2 separate regions of the Sus scrofa genome follow, and region 1 is linked to region 2. A link is a contact called in public HiChIP or PLAC-seq data. All regions are on one chromosome and are shown on one strand. Each heading gives the region's core, a stretch centred on a gene start, on an enhancer-like site or on the middle of the called end of the contact. The rest is flanking DNA. Distances are from core to core; before and after follow the strand shown.

Region 1 (4,305 bases), core at 245-2,744, 300 kb before region 2:
GACAACACTTATGACTCAAACCCAGCCAGAACCCCAGACCAGGACTTGAACTCACATGCAGAGATTCTTACCCAGCCAGAATCCAGATTGGAACTTGAACCTATGGTTTTTAATTTAGAATCACTTACCCAGTGTCTGCACTTACTGAGGTTTGGCTTCCTTGTGCCTCAGTGCAGAAGGAATTCAGTGAGAGACAAAGTGATAGGCAAGAAATAGATTGATTTATTAAGATAGGATGCTTGTGAGAGGCGCAAGTGGACAGGCAAGGAGGCTCTGCCCTGGGGAGTAGCTGGGTGACAGTTTTATAACCCAAGGGAAGTGGGGGTGGCAAAAGACTGCCTCTTCTTCTTTCTTTGAGCAGTAGCTCCTCTTTGGTATCTGGTAAGAGGGTATTTGACCCTAAAAGGTCAAACTAGGACTGTCATGGTGCTTATTCAAATCAGCGGAAGAGCGGTCCTTAAACTCCTGCACTTGGTCATAAAGGGTAATGACCTGAAAGGCATATCTCCTGCTTTTATTTGTGGTAAGCCTACTTCGATCCGATGGCTTTCTTAAGTGATTATTAACTCACAGTGATCTCCCAAAGTTCCCTAGGTTTCCCTCTCTATCTATGGTACCTTTTGGGACTTCTACAAACTACCGGAGTAACTATCCTACTCCATCCCTATTAGGGTTGGAGGTCCAAGCTCCTCTTGTCCTCTGGACCACTAATAGGCAGCGTTTCTTCTCTGAGGCAAAACTCTACAGGGGAATTTGGCTGTGATTTTTTTTTTATCTACACCCAGCAGTGTTGATCAGCTGATGAAGTTTAGTTGGGCCTGAGAAAAGTCAGAGAAACAATGGGACGTGGTTTTGAGGGAGGCTTTGCACAGATCTATGTGGAACATGTGGGGAGCTGGAGCAAACTGGTCCCTGTGCAGCTGTGAAAGCCCTGCATAAGGGGGACCTCTGTCCACTGCAGAAAAAGAGCACAGTTCTTCCTGGGTTTGGACATTAGGGAAGCAGTTGGGTAGCATCTGTTAAAATACATCAGCCCTCCCCCAACCCCAACCAAAAAACCATCAGGCCCAGCAGATACAACTTGGTTGATTGATTAATCCACTTTAAAACACACACACACACACACACACACACACACGCCTCAATAGCACTTGGCCTTGTGTGGCTGTCCTGAAGCTGGAGTGGGGGTGTGGGGGGGCTTACGACCATGAAGCTGGGGGTGGAGGACAGGGACAAAGGTTGAGTTGGCTGCACTGAAGTGTGACAGGGCAGCTGTGGCTGGAGATGCAATGAGCATCTCCCTCAGGATTGGAGGCCAATTCTACCCAAGAGGGAGGTCGGGTGTTTGAGTTGGGAGGAGGGGGCCAGGGGCTAGGCTGCCTGAGCACTGGCCTCCCAGGAAGCTGTCTGCAGCTGCCTGTCAAATGTGTGTACCTAGGAAGTAGGGCTGCCACTTCTGCAAGGACTGGCGGTCAGTGGCCTCCTGAAGGACAGTGGCAGGGCTGTTCAGCTTGGATAGGCCACAACTGGCTGAACCCTGACCCCTGGGCACTGTTGTGTGAAAAAAAAAATGTGGAGACACGTAAATAAAAATGAAGTTGTGGGATTTTTTATTCAAGCTAGTGATTCATGTTCTGCAATTTGTCGGTCAACATTATGTTTAAAAAACTGCAGTGCCAGCATTTTTCCCAACTTCTTCTGAAATTTTTCTAACAGTCAAGGAGTTCCCACTGTGATGCAATGGGATCAGCATGTCTCTGGAGTTCTGAGATGTGGTTTGACCCATAGCCTGGCACAGTGGGTTAAGGATCCAGCGTTGCCACACTGTGGCATAGGTTGAAACTGTAGCTCGAATCTGATGCCTGGCCTGGGAATTCCATATGCTGCAGGGCGACCAAAAAAGAAAAAATAAATAAATTGAAAAACCAGTTAGAATAACACCCATACACCTACTACCTAGATTCAACACTTAACTTCTGCTCCATTCAAGGCACACCTGAACCTGCCATTCTTTTTTGCAATAAACCTCTCTGACTCCTCTGTCTGCCTTTGAATCTTTACCAAAATGCACATGATGGTGGCTAATTCCACTGGTACACAACCTCTGAATAACTGATCTTTGCTGGTTCTCATTTGGATGGTCTTAATTTCCACTATGAGATTGTGATTTCTTTCTGAGTGAAATTTACTAGGTAAATCTAACTTTCACAACCAGAGAAAAAATGGTGGTCCCTAAAGTGGACCAAGGGGTCTGGAAGACAAGCAGATGTTGTTGGTGGGGGCCTTGATTTGGGCCTGGCAGTGCTGGAGGGACCCGCTCTGCCAGGCCAGCAGGCAGGAGGGCCGGCTTCCCTGGGAGGACTGTGTAGGGTGTGAAAAAGGCTGTGCTGGGTGGACACCTCACTCACCACCACACCAGTCCCCCCAGCTGTCCAGCTGCCCTTGGCTGCATGGGCACTCTCTCAGTCAGCCGGGGCTCCTAACAAAATGCCACAGGCTGGATATGGCTTAAGCAGTTTCTCACCATTTCTCACCATTCTGGAGGCTGAAAGTCCAAGATCAAGGTATCTGCAGGTTGGTTTCTCCTGAGACTACTCTCCTTGTCTTGTAGTTGGGCATATTTTCCTGTGTCTTCACCTGGATTTTTCCTCTGATGTCTCTTCCTCTTTTTTGTGGTATCTTTTTTTTCCTTTTTAGGGCTGTGTCTGTGTCATCTGGAAGTTCCCTGAGCTAGGGGTGGAATTGGAGCTGCAGCTACTGGCCTATACCACAGCCACAGCAACTCCAGATCCCAACCTCATCTGTGACCTACACCATAGCTTACAGCAATGCTGGATCCTTAACCCACTGAGTGAGGCCAGGGATCGAACCTCCATCCTCATGGATTCTAGTCGGGTTCTTAACCCAGTGAGCCACAACAGGAACTCCTTTTTTAAAAAATGGCTGTACTCTCAGCATTCCTGGGCCAGGGATTGGATCTACAACCACTGTTGCTGTGGCAACCCTGGATCCTTTAAACCACTGTACCAGGCTGAGGATCAAACCTACACCTCTGCAGCAACCTGAGCCACTGCAGTAGATTCTTAACCCACTGGCCACAGTGGGAACTCCTTTTCTTATAAGGACCTCAGTCCTATTAGATGCGGGCTCCACCCATATCACCTCATTTAACCTTTAGTTACCTCCTTAAAGGCCCTATTTTCAAAGTTTGGGGGGGCTGTGGTTTCAACTTATGGAATTTGGGGGAGAGGCACACAATGACAAGTCCCAAGGGTAGCAAGCTGCTGTCTATTAGAGGCGCGTTGGAGGCACTTGTCCCTTTTGGAGAACTTGTCACTCACTGGTTTATTCCCACCACACCCCAGTTAACAAGCTGTCCCAGTACCTGGAGTGGCTGCCTCCTCACTCTGGTCCTGCGTGGAGGTGACACACTGTACCATAGGCATTCTTACATCAGTAAGTTAATGGTGAGCTTCCTGGAGGCAGCAAATCTCTGAGGCTGTGTGCATATTTTGTGGGTATAGGTATCTGGGGGTTTTACATTTTCCAGAGAGATGATCAACAACTTTCACTTGATTCCCTGAGGCATCGGGTGCAAAAGATGATAAAGACTGTTGCTCCAGGCAATGGGGGGTTGGAGGAGGGGGTGGGGCTGGGCCTTGATCTGGGCTCAGTGTGAAGTTTGAGGCCAGGCTGAGCATGTGGCCCTCAGGACACTGGGGGCAGGACAGAACCTCCACGCTGTACTGCAGGGACACTAGAAACTTGTCTGGATGTGACAGACAAGGCCATTTGAAGTCCACAGTCTTACTTGACCCTCGCAGCAATTTGGGGACCAGGCAGGTGTATTTCTTTCTTTTGTTTTTTTGTTTTTTTGTTTTGTTTTGTTTTGTCTTTTTGCCTTTTCCAGGGCTGTTCCTGAGGCATATGGAGGTTCCCAGGCTAGGGGTCTAATCAGAACTATAGCTGCCGGCCTACACCAGAGCCACAGCAACACGGGATCTAAGCTGCGTCTGCAACCTACACCACAGCTCACCGCAACGCTGGATCCTTAACCCCTGAGCAGGGGCAGGGATCAAACCTGCAACCTCATGGTTCCTAGTTAATTCGTTAACCACTGAGCCATGACAGGAACTCCAGGCAGGTGTTATTTCTTATAGGATCACATTTCAGAGGAAAAAACAGAGGACCTCAGAGCTTGTAATTGGCTCAGGGTCTTTCTTCTGGAAGTCAGGATCCATGTCCCACAATGCATGTTACCCCAAAGAATCAATCTGTTTTATTGGCTGGCAGGTGTTGACTAGA
Region 2 (4,643 bases), core at 689-3,188:
TCCCTGGCCTTACTCAGTGGGTAAAGATCTGGCGTTGCTGTGGCTGTGGCGTGGCTGGCAGCTATAGCTTCAGTTAGACCCCTAGCCTGGGGCCCTCCATATGCCGCAGTGTGGCCCTAAAAAGCAAAAAAAAAAAAAAAAAAAAAAAAAAAAGAAGAAAAATAGGAAATTCAATAAAATGTCTGATTATGGAATTGACATACAAAAATATTTCCCTATAATAATTCATTGCTATTTTTCTATGTTCTGCATATTTCCCCATATTCAAATTTCATAACTCATATTTTCCTGGAAATTCATTGATTTCTTCTGGGTTTCATATGCATTTGCATGGATTTGAGTAACGTGCTTTTGTTATGACATCAATTTTTTCTGTGGTTATTTCCCATTCTCACTTCTAACTTAGGGCATTTTGCTTTTTCTTTTTTTCTTGATCAAATTCGTGTGTTGCAAATTTTCTCTTTGCTACTCCCCATCTATTTTTCTGCCCTCTTCTGCCCCATCTGGTTCCAGGAGGCCAACTTGTGTGTCTCCTGAGCAGCCTTGCTGGCTGGCACACAGTGTCATGGCCTTTCTAGCCCCAGCCCACCTCAGCACCTGCCCTCCCTGGGCTCATACCTCTAACAGCACATCTTTCCCTCACTTCTCCAGTCCCAGGAGTTGGTCCCCAGGTGCCCTTCTTCCCTGTACCCTGTCCACGCCTCTGTGAGCAGTGGGCCATTGAGATCTGCAAGTGTCACCATTTGTGAATGTCCCATGGGCACTGAAAAGATGGGAACGTCCCATTGGCAGGGCAGAGTCTAAAACATAGTGATTCATTTTTTGTTATTGGCCTCCCCTCACCTTAATCGTTTGTCATTGCATTACTGTGGTGGATTGGTGAAAGGCAGAGAGAAGTGAGTGCTGTCTTTTTGCTACTGTTGTGTTTCTATTTCTCCATGTATTTACTGTAGTTTTTCCTATGCATTTGGCACCGGATTCGTTGGCACATACGTTTTCCTGACAGTTAGAGCTTTATTGCATATTATCCTCTTTATCATTATAAAGCGTCTTCTGCTCCAGAATGCTTCCCTTGAATTGTCTTGATGGATTGTATTTTCATAGCCCCAGTCTTGCCCATCCGTTTACTCCCAGGCTTCTCAGTGACTTTGCTTTCAATACAGCTTTTTTTTTTTTTTTTTTTTTTTGTCAGCAAGTAGATTTTTCAAATATAATCTTTATGGTGTGCGGTTATCTAATTACACTTATGGATATATCTGTCAAGTTTGATCTCAGTTCTATTGTCTTTTTTATGTTATGTTACTGTGCTAATGTTTTCTGTGTGTGTGTGTAGTTTGTATGTTTTCTGCCAGTAAGATAGAAGTTAATTGTCTTATTTTTTAGCTATATATATATTTTATTTTCTTTTTTATGCCTGCATCTGCGGCATATGGAAGTTCCCGTTCTAGGGTTCCAACAGGACCTGCAGTTGCTAGCCTAAGCCACAGCTCATGGCAACGCTGGATCCTTAACCCACTGAGTAAGGTCAGGGATCGAACCCAAAACCTCATGGATCCTACTGGGGTTCTTAACCTGCTGAGCCACAATAGGAACTCCCTATTTTATGTTTATACAAATACTGAAAACTCCATTTCTTTCTTTGTCAACCTTCAGACAGTAATTACAACCCATTATGAAACATGAGAAAAAGAAAAGATTTAGATTTTTTTTTTTTTTCAAATGCCTTTCCTGCTCATACTTCCAGCTCTGGTGAGTTTATAATGTCAGAATGTTGACCTGCTGGAATCGTATTTTGAATCTCTTTAGCCCTGGTTGTGTGAGTTACCCACTGCCAGGCCATCTCTAGTTCTTGTACCCGGCATCTCCCTGTTTGCCTTGGCTGCCTGGATGTTTTTAGGACTTTCGAGAAAAATTCATGTGTGCAATAGTTTGGATACTTGCATATTTGAGGTTGCCTATTGCTCAACTTGGCTTAGTGTACATTCCTTTGTGGTTTTCTGGAACTTAGTGGTGGTGGGAAAAATCTGAAAGCAACCAGATTTCCTTCCTTGTAAGAAGTTCTTTTTTTTTTGGCTGCACCATGGCATATGGAAATTCACAGGATCAAATCTGAATTGCATCTGAGACCTATACCCCAACTGTGGCAATACTGGATCCTTAACCCACCACACCGGGCCAGGGATTGAACCCCAGCCACAGCAGTGACCTAAGCTGCTGCAGTGACAACACTGGACCCTTAACCCTCTGTGCCACAGTGGGAACTCCAAGACTTTCTTTTCTTTTTTTTTTTTCATTGATTAAGCTTACTAGAATATGTTTTAGTATTGCTTTTCCTATATCATTTTCTTCTGAAATATGCAGTACCCTTTCAATCTGCAGATACAATTCTCCCTTTTTTCCAGAAGTACTTCCTTCTCATTTACCTTTGAATATTTTTTATTTCCATTTGGTAGGTTAGCTATTTTAGGGATACCAATTATCCATAACTTTGCTATTTGTTTGCTCTACATGCCCACTGATTTAAAAAAATTAATCATTTTTTCTTTTCATTCTGCATTCATTTTGATTATATTCAGTATTTCTTCTTTGCCAGAAATCCACCTTGCCTTTCCTTTGTTATTTCTAGTTTATTTATTGGCTTGAAAGGACTCATCTCTTTCCTTATCTCTTTAACCTCCCCTTGTTATGCCATTACACTATTTTAATCATTTAAAACATCTGTAACTCCTCTGTAGTGTAGCGAGCCCTTCCACATTCATTATCTCATGTAATTATTATGGTAATTTGGAAGAGCAGGTATTTACTATTTTACCCAACCTTTTTATTATAAAAATTTTCGGAGTTTCCGTCGTGGCACAGTGGTTAACGAATCCGACTAGGAACCATGAGGTTGCGGGTTCGGTCCCTTCCCTTGCTCAGTGGGTTAACGATCCGGCGTTGCCGTGAGCTGTGGTGTAGGTTGCAGACGCGGCTCGGATCCTGCGTTGCTGTGGCTCTGGTGTAGGCCGATGGCTACAGCTCCAATTGGACCCCTAGCCTGGGAACCTCCATATGCCACGGGAGCAGCCCAAAGAAATAGCAAAAAAAAAAAAAAAAAAAAAAAAATTTCATCTAGGCATACCTAAGTTCCAGCAACATTGTCCTATACTAGCTTTATCATTGTTTCTCCATCCGTCCTTCTTTCCATCCATCAGTCCTTCTAATTTCGGATGCATTTCAAAGTTGCAAACATCAATACACTCCCCCTTACACCCCAATGTGTTAGCAGAGTTGTCTATTTTTGAGTTTTTTCTTAGCCTGCTGGGCAGAGCTGTCCCCTCCAGACTGCTGGGCAGAGCTGCACCCAGAGTGCCCCCTCCTGGCTTTGGGGAGGGGTGCCACCCCAGCACTCAGCGTCTCCTGAGTCTCCTCTCCTTCTGTGTCAGCCCTGCCATCCTGCCTCACATAACACTTTCTGTGATTATTCAGTTGGTGCCTTAGCCCCTAGGAGCTGTGCTACCATGCCAATTCCAGCTCATGATCCATCTTTCCTTTTCCCCTTTACTTTCTGAAATTGATCTTACAGATCTCAAATTCATAATAGATTAAACTAAGTCTTATTCACTTAGTAGTTCTTAGATGTGGCATAAACATACCTGGTTGCTATAGGAGCGAGGCTGGGATGGCCAGTGAGCTCACTGCTCACCCTGTCTGTTCCAGCACCACAAGGCTCCTGAGCATGGGTGATGGTCCACTGTTTCACCACCTCTGAAGAGCCAGGAGTTGGGGTGCCGGCCCTGGGCGCAGACGGTGATGGAACTGCCCTCCTCCCCTGCTCTGAAGGAGGGTCTTTCTCAGCCCACTCAGGAGGCCATTTCGGTTCACAAGGGGACATGCCAGAGAAGAAAAGGGGAAGAGAAAGCACTGTCCTTAGCTCAGGTGGGGGTCTCATCCCAGGAAAGCGTCAACGTGAGATAAAAGACAAGCAAATCTAGGAGTTCCTGTTATGCCTCAGCAGTAATGAACCCCTGAGGACGCAAATTCCATCCCTGGCCTCACTCCGTGGGTTAAAGACCCAGCATTGCCATGAGCTGTGGTGTAGGTCATGCAGACATGGCTCAGATCCCATGTGGCTGTGGCGTAGGCCCACAGCTGCAGATCTGATTGGACCCCTAGACTGGGAACTTCCATATGGTGCAGGTACGGCCCTAAAAATGCAAAAAGAAAAAAAAAAGGACAAGCAACTCTAGAGAGAAATGGTCACAGGACGGGACCTTGTGTTTCTTAGAAGAAAACATCTACAGTGGCCAATGGGCGCAGAATAGTGGCTCAACTGTGACCTCTGGAGAGTTGCCACTTAACCAAAGAACTCTGCTGGAAAGAGCATGACAAGGAAAGAGTGACCACGGCGGGTGACACAGAACCTCATTCCCCATTAGGAGGATTGTTCTGATTTTGGAGGCCAGATGGACCTTAATAAAACTGAATAAGCATCAAACCTATAATCTAGAAATTTTCCTGCAAGGTACTCTTCCTCTGGGAAAACCTCGTGCAAAGAAGTAAACATAGCCCGTGAGTTAAACACTGTTTACAGCAGTGAAAATTCACAATGCCCACAGGAATTGGCTGAATAAATCATGCTATATTCACATACACACATTCTA

The links. HiChIP or PLAC-seq counts read pairs in DNA pulled down with a chosen protein or histone mark.
Region 1: an H3K27ac HiChIP or PLAC-seq map of alveolar macrophages shows a contact between it and region 2. The contact joins two enhancer-like sites. A contact is called at or near these places in 5 of 47 Hi-C or Micro-C datasets (alveolar macrophages, embryonic fibroblasts, heart right ventricle and 1 more) and 2 of 2 datasets of contacts at active chromatin or transcription factors (alveolar macrophages and skeletal muscle).

The regions. Positions count from the first base shown.
Region 1 is chr15:59,121,015-59,125,319 of Sscrofa11.1, reverse strand. No RefSeq gene overlaps it. Among named protein-coding and RNA genes, the nearest start is that of HS6ST1, 57 kb to the right of the region's middle. Within about 2 kb of position 1,494, at least 2 of the 83 cell types and tissues checked have an H3K27ac peak or open chromatin away from gene starts, as enhancers often do. A contact at or near this core is called in alveolar macrophages, where this site is marked.
Region 2 is chr15:58,825,191-58,829,833 of Sscrofa11.1, reverse strand. All of the region lies in intron 2 of LOC106506245 (a long non-coding RNA gene), which reads left to right. Among named protein-coding and RNA genes, the nearest start is that of HS6ST1, 240 kb to the left of the region's middle. Within about 2 kb of position 1,938, at least 6 of the 83 cell types and tissues checked have an H3K27ac peak or open chromatin away from gene starts, as enhancers often do. A contact at or near this core is called in alveolar macrophages, where this site is marked.